Regions from separate parts of the Mus musculus genome. Here region 2 is linked to region 1. Evidence: chromatin contacts called from public Hi-C data. All regions are on one chromosome and are shown on one strand. The core of a region is the stretch at or near the end of the contact, and the rest is flanking DNA. Distances in the headings are between cores, read along the strand shown.

Region 1 (3,650 bases), core at 835-3,334:
AAAACTGTCAAAAAAAAAAAAAAAAGAATTTAACAGGCATCCTGCTCTTGGAAGACAGAGGAGAGCCCAGGAAGAATAGCTCCAGGAGGGGCCATAGCAGACCGCAGGCAGGGGCCATTACCCAGAGACTGAGAATATTTAAAAGCATTGACATGGGCAGATCGCGTCCTTCCCTGTTAAGGGAATCAAAAGGCCCAAGGAAGAGAGAAGCACTGAGAAGAGGCCAGTGGAAGCTGTAGGCTGTATGTGGGGCAGCTCCAGGGGCTTGCCCCCTAGGATGGAAACACTTCTCCAGGGGCAGATAACCATAGCAACAGTCAGCTAGGACTGGTGCCAATGCCAGGTGGAAACACTCTGATGGAGCCCCAGCATGGGTTAGCTTGCAGCCACCAGCATGTGAGAATGGCAGACATACAAATGGTAAGAAATATTCATGCCGTACCATTAAGAGAAGACTGAATTTAGAACTGTGTGCGCGTGTGTGTGTGTGCGTGTGCGTGTATCTCTATCTCATATTCTTGACTTTATACAACATGTACTAAGAGATGTAACCACTAGATAGTTGGTTTACCAGCAATCTTATTTTGTTCCTGATTGCCTAAACTTTCAAGATTACCACAACTAATATGTCCTGGAACTAACTCATCCTGTAAGCCAGGCTGGACTCACTCTCAAGAGATCTGCCTGCTTCTGCCTCCCAAGTCCTAGGATTGAAGGTGTGCATCACCGCTGCCCTTTCTAAGGAAAACTGGGGTAGCTCGTTCCTCCTCCTTCAGTTTCTGCAGCTTCAGCTAAGCAACGTGGGGTGCTTTGCCTTGTATGGAAAAGGCTGAGGTGTGATTTGAACTGTATGCCCCCCTTCCCCATTCACTGAAGGCCTCGGTTCTATCTTGAAGGCAGACACAACTTCTAGAAGGATAATCAACTTAGGCAGATCTCTGTGAGTTCAAGGCCAGCCTGGTCTATAGAATACCAGGACAAACAGAGCTGTTACACAGACTAAACAAACGAAAAAAATCCAAGGGTTTCCCACCCCTCTTCTAAGTATGTCAGACTCAGGGTTGCGCTGTGAGGGCTTCACAGTCTGGGTTGGCCCACAAAAGCTGGGGCAGAGGGCAGTTGGGGCACACCTGGTTCCAGGCAGGCATGTTCTCCATCCAGTGACTGTTTCAGGGGATTACAAAACCCTACTTACCACCCTGCCCCATCCAGTTCCTCCCAGCCAAATCCTGCTCCACCTTGTGAGGTAGATCAGTACTGGGGGCTGGAGAGTGAAATATCACTACTAACTGAGCTGAGTGGGTGGTGTCGCCCTCAGCAGCTGGGGGGATGGCAAGTGATGTAACACGTGTTGCAACATTAGTGAGTACCAGGATGGAGAATGAAGCCAGGCTAGCCTAGGATACCAGGTTGCCTGGCTCAAACTGGGTAACCAGCCGAGCTAAGCATGAATCTTGCCTCATCCTTAACCAAATGACAGGATGCAGAAGAGTCAAGTTCCCCTAAAGAGAAGCTAGTTGTAGTGGCACACCTGCAATCACAGCACCTGGGATGCCAAGGAAGGAGGATTAAGAGTTGGAAGCCAGCCTAGGCTACAAGGCGAGACCTTTTAAAAACTGGAAATAATTGTCTGGGACTCCGACCTGAACTAGCTAGCCGTCCGTCCAGCACAGGGCAGCACGCTTTGGCCAAAGTCCCTTCCTGAAAGTCGTCTTGCTGTGGGTGCCCTCAGGATGAAAGCCCTAGGGATGACTGACACTCACCCCATCGCCCAGACCCCTCGCGTGACAGGGCAGATCCTTTATTCTTGTTTTCGCTGCGGGCAGCTTCCGCCCGACGCTCACCCCGCAGGACCCCGGAGTAGGCGGCGATGAGGGTCTTCATGCTGAAGCCAATGCACGTCACGGCCGTGCAGAAAGCCGCCTCACGCCGCGCCCCTGACCCATGCCCCGGCCGCCGGGGCCAGGGCTTCGCGCTGAGCTCCGGGAGCTGAGGGACAGCGCCCAGGCCGTGGCGGCAGCAGGGCGAGAGCTGAGGTAGGTAGCCGCTGCCACCCTAGATGAGCAGAAAGCCAGCGAAGCGCGGCCACGGCGCCGAGCGCCGCTGCGCGCGCACTTTATAACCTCACAACGGGGCGGGTCGTGACGCTATAGGGCGGGGCAAAAGGGTCCGCCCCGGACTGTGCCATGTTCTTGTAGGGGGTGAGACTCCCGGCGATAAACTATGCACAGAGCCCAGGAAGGCAGCATGGCCTGAACTGTACGGTTCAGAGTCTATAGAATACGGGCAAGGGAGCCGGAGTCCCGGTGTATGAAACTACTCCTGGTTGCCCCAGCGACCGCCTTGTCATTCTCCCAAGCCTCTCTCTCAGACGTTAGTACGGTCCAGCAGCTGGAACGTGGGCAGGGAGTTTGAGCACGTGCGGGACGATCCGGACCGTGCGGGTGCCTGTGTCCCTTTTGGCTGTGCTTTCCTTGGGCAGGCCTAGCCTGCAGTGAGTAGTGTTGGAATTCGTTAGGTTACAGCTGGACCTGACAGTTACCCAAGTGCCGCAGCCTTTCCTTTTACCAGCAAAAAAATAGGAGTGATTGAGTCTTATCAGGAAGGAACCTAGAGCGATGGAGTCTACTACCTGTAATCCTACAATCCTAGCAGCTCGCTCTCTCTCTCCTCTCTCTCTCTCTCTCTCTCTCTCTCTCTCTCTCTCTCTCTCTCTCTCTCTCTCTCTCTCGCCTCTTCTCTCTCCTCTCTCCCCCTTCTCTCCCCTCTCTCCTCTCTCTCTCTCCTCTCTCTCTCTCTCTCTCTCTCTCTCTCTCTCTCTCTCTCTCTCTCTCGCCTCTTCTCTCTCTCTCCCTCCCTCTCCTGTATGTATGCAAGAGTTTGAAGCCAGCCCAGGCTACATAGTGACCCTGTCTCCAAACACCAAAGACAAAGGCAATACTACAAGCATAGTGAGTGATGGACTTCAAGCCCAGTTCCAGACCTCTCTTCCTCTCTTTTCCTCAACTTCAGGGTGTCTTTTGTTTGGCTTGGTTTGCCGGAGGGGGGCAGGGTGTGGGGTTGAGGGTTGTGTGAATGTTGATGTTTTGGTTTTTCTTTTCTTTTCTCTTTTTAGAAATTGGGTTTCTCCTTGTAGCCCTGGCTGTCCTGGCACTATGTAGACTAGGCTGGCCTGAATTTATAGAGATGCACCTTTGTCTGACTCTAGTGCTGAGTGAAAGGCATGTGCCACCACTCGCAGTTTGCAGCTTCAGTTTTCTTTCACATCTGTAAAAACGGGAACACCCGTGATTGTATTGTGAGAGGCTTTGAGAATTGAGGAACTGAGGTATATGGACTAAGCTCACTACAGGCACTGGGACTCATTCCCATTGCCCACAGAGGAAGAGGAGTTCCGCAGAATGAGGGTGTGAGCACAAGCCGAAGGGCAGCATCAGTCAGCATGTCTGGATTGGGGCAGGACCATAGAGACTGTAGTCCTGGCAACGTGGGAGATGGAGACTGCAGTGACATGGGATTAGAAAATCCTCCAGTGTCTCTCTTAAGACTTTGGGGTGGGACTGGGTTCTGGGAGAGCCTTAAAAGAAACGAAAGAGGTAAGATGAATTGTAGGATCCCTCTTGACAGAGTATGAGAAATAAACGTGAGGA
Region 2 (3,650 bases), core at 536-3,035, 42 kb after region 1:
CGCCCCCAACGATGATGGCAAGCAAGTTCCCGCCGCCCTTCCTGGACAGAATGTGATCGGCACTCACCTTTTCTGATGAGACCAGCCCTGGGGAGAGAGCAAGGTGGGTCAGATACTAGGTGAAGGGGACAGGACTGTGAAGATGGGTACAGCCCAAGAAAGACCATCACAATGCCCACAGAAGCCATGATTTCCCAAACAATGCCTTGCACCACCTGGGGTCTCTATATTCTCTAATTTCTCCCAACCCGTCATGGGCTTTCCCAGAACAGAAATGCAGGATATTCTTTGGGTCTCTTTGGGCCTCTGCTGTTACTGAGCAAGTTCTTGAAAGAAACACAGAGCTGTTGACAGTCCTCTGTCAGATCCCCCTATCCACCCAGCTTCCTCCTGACTACCTGGGGCTGGGTAGAGACTCACCCCCAGACATGATGTAATCTCGGAAGAAGGGGGCCCGGAACCACACAGTCAGCATCATCAGATAGGAGCGGATGCCCGGGAAAAGCGAGGTAAAGCCCGTGCTTTCAGTGCACAGGTTAAGAAAGGCTCCAGCTGCTAGGACTCCATGGGGGTGGAAGCCCGCGATGTAGTTCCGGGAAGGGTCCAGCTCAGCTGTCTTGACCAACTGCAAGAGACAGTAAACTGGTGATGAACAGCAGGTCCTGGCTCTGCTACTGGCTTGTGTCAGTCTGGGCCTCTGAGTCTCAAGATGTTCATAATCCTGAGTATACTGGATGCTTCCACAGAGATGGGTGCTGTGTGGGACAGTGGGTAACACATGGGTGCCCTCAGACTGGGTGCTGGCTCTGGGCAAATTGTTCACCTGATGTCTATGTATGAAGTTGGAACACTTGGCCCTGTCCCGGGAAGACCCTGTTCCTTCTGCTGAGAGGCTTAGGCAGAAAGAGACTGGAATTCTTGGTTACTGGGTAAGAGCTGTGATGGCTTGAATGGGAATAGCTCCTATAGGCTTATATATTTGAAGGCTTGGTCCATAGTTGGCGGAACTGTTTTGGGAAGGATTAAGAGGCATGGCCTTGTTGGAGGAGGTGTGTCACTCGAAGTGGGCTTTGAGATTTTAAAAACCCACATCAGACCCAGTCTGGCTTTCTCCCTGCCTCCAATTTGTGGATAAGCTCTCAGCTATTGCTCGAGCACCATGCCTGCCAGCTTGCCACTGTGCTTACTGTCGTAATGACCATGGACTCACTCTCCGAAGCTGAGCAAGCCCCGGTTAAATATTTTCTTTTATAGGTTGCCTTGGCTATGGTGTCTCTTCATAGCGATAGAAAAGTAGCTAAGACAGAAGTGAAGGATATGAGGGCCACATGGGGGCGCCACGATGCAGGCATCACCCCATCTTAACCTCACTCAAAAGACAAAAGAAAGTACAGGGAGGAAACAACAGAGACTGTCACAAAATAGGAGAAAGGCAAGGACTGACTCCTTAGGTTGTTCTCTGATCTCCATTGGTGGGCCATGACATGCACAGACACATAGAGACACAGGCACAGACAGACAGACAGACAGAGACAGAAAGACAGACAGGCAGGCAGGCAAACACACACACACACACACACACACACACACACACTGCTCTGCCTGGGTGCTATCTACATTCAAAGATCACTGCTGGAGGCCATGTTACAGGTGGGAGCAGTCCTTTCTCACTGCCAGGAACCTGTTTGCCCCTTGCTCTGGGAGCCACAGTCATGGGAGTAGTGAGCAGGTCACAGCCCCCTGGCTGATCCCTGGGCAGGAGGCCTCCTGTTAGGACCAGCAGCATGGACTTTGCACCCCCTGGGAGAGAGGCAGTACTTTCCACAGACTAAGCTTTGCCAAGTGAACAGCTATCCTGTCAGCAAGCTGAAACTCCCACAGTAGCAGTCTCCCTGAGGATTCTTCTTGCTGCCTCTAGGGCCACAGCTGGCCTCAGCAGTCTGGGAGTAAACACGGGGTCCTGAGCCTGTCTGCCCATCCAGGCATTAGAGCTCCCAATTCTCCTGTCCTTGATCTTGACTTGACCTATGAAAACCCTTACCACACAGGGTCCCCAAGCCCCTCCAGAGTACCACAGGTACTGCAAGAAGGATTGCAGGAGCCACAGGCAGAGGGGCTGTTGCCTTCCCACACGAAGTCCAGCCCCTCCCCTAGTGCAGAGGGGACCTAGGAGATGTTGGAAACCCAGTGGAGTCAGAGCTCTGGCTTTTGCCACTGGAAGAGGCACTATCCCAGGATAAGGTGGTCATTCCTTATTCCTTACGTGGGAACACTTGCTATGTAAATTCTGCCCCTCTATGAAAACAAATGGAAATTTATGAAAGCAAAACAAAAGAGAATGGATCTTGCATCCCAGTAGCTCACGGCTGAGGGGTTTAGCCTATGGAATTGCTTGCACTTTGGGCAAACGCCATCTGAGCGATGTCATTCATGGAAGAATCGGTGTTTGTTAATATCAGAAACTTGTCCTCCACACAGATGTCCACCAACAGGGCTTGTCTGGACAAACCGGGAATGAGGCACACAAGGGACACTACAGCCAGAGAGGATTATGAAACAAGCTGAGATCACATGTCAAGTGAGCAGCCAGGAGCAGGACAGTGAGTGCAGGGCACGGCCACTGAGCATGACTGCACCAAACACTGATGCTCAGAGATGCTCCCAAGGATGGGACCTGGGGTGATGAGTATGTCCTAGACTATCTAGCCAGTGAACCCTGTGGATCCTCCCTGTCTCTGCCCCCTCAGTGAGAGGATTACAGGTGGCCACTACACCTGGCATTTTTACATTTGTACTGGGCATCAAATTCAAGTTTTCAGGCTTTCAAGTGAGGCAAGTGCTTTACCTCCTCGGCCCTAGAATGGAGTCTTTTTATACCTGCTTTTCTGTCCTCCTGGATTTTGAACAAGAACACATTACTACTTTAAATAAATACATGCACAAATGAACAATTGTACCCATGACAGTAAAGCATTTGCATAGAGAGAAATATCCTGGCGAGCATGGGGACCCTGTGAACTGACATTTGCGTACGTATTGACGTGCACACGTGCAAGTGTATGCCCTGGAGGATGGCCGTGGTCCCACTGAGTGCTGGTCTGAGCTTTCCCACAGGTGGTTCCTACTGGTATCTTCTGTGCTACCCAGCCACTGTTCCCTGGGAAGACTGGAGGCTATGTCTCCTATGCATCCTGTCTCCACAACACGACAGGACAGAGGAGATGCCTCAGAAAGACTTTCCCTCAGACTGAGGGAAAGAAGGAAGGAAGCCAGCGGAAGAGGCTGATGTGGCTTCCTCAGGATGACGGCATCTCCGACCCTAATCCTGTCCTGACACACCACCTGGATTCCACCGAGCTCGTGAGAGAGAGTATCCTAAGCTAGGAGTCTAGAAGCTCACCTCAGGATTCTGCCGGACCCTCCTCCTCCATGCCTCAGCTGTTAACAGGGCGGTGGTAATGCTTGCCTGACAGACTTGTTACAGGTTGCCAGGAGGAAGAAGAGGAGCGTTGGTGAAGTCCACCGGTCTCTCTGAAGCCCCCTCAGTTCTGCTAAAGCAGGGAAAGGCCAAGCAAAGTGTGGGTGTCCGGAGAAATCTGGGCTGGGTGTCAGCCAGGTTGCTAGACTTTGGAGCGCCTCGGGTATCCGTA

What was found. Hi-C and Micro-C count contacts between places; a contact is called where the count stands out from the background.
Region 2: a Hi-C map of liver shows a contact between it and region 1, with 4 times the contacts expected there. The contact joins the enhancer-like site here to the promoter of Dgat2 in region 1. A contact is called at or near these places in 12 of 39 promoter capture datasets (the 3T3-L1 cell line, 3T3-L1-derived adipocytes, embryonic stem cells and 6 more), 1 of 15 datasets of contacts at CTCF or cohesin (liver), 49 of 484 Hi-C or Micro-C datasets (the AML12 cell line, the C2C12 cell line, the C3H10T1/2 cell line and 27 more), 21 of 115 datasets of contacts at active chromatin or transcription factors (Th17 cells, bone marrow-derived dendritic cells, bone marrow-derived macrophages and 16 more) and 3 of 9 other capture datasets (adipose tissue, liver and pancreatic islet).

The regions. Positions count from the first base shown.
Region 1 is chr7:99,180,629-99,184,278 of GRCm38.p6, forward strand. Dgat2 (diacylglycerol O-acyltransferase 2) reads right to left here and starts at 2,085. Exons shown (of 8, transcript NM_026384.3): 1 at 1,764-2,085. The coding sequence starts at 1,884.
Region 2 is chr7:99,223,081-99,226,730 of GRCm38.p6, forward strand. Mogat2 (monoacylglycerol O-acyltransferase 2) reads right to left here. Exons shown (of 6, transcript NM_177448.4): 3 at 421-625; 4 at 1-87. Among named protein-coding and RNA genes, the nearest start is that of Mogat2, 14 kb to the right of the region's middle. Within about 2 kb of position 1,786, at least 33 of the 459 cell types and tissues checked have an H3K27ac peak or open chromatin away from gene starts, as enhancers often do. A contact at or near this core is called in the AML12 cell line, adipose tissue, beige adipocytes and 6 more, where this site is marked.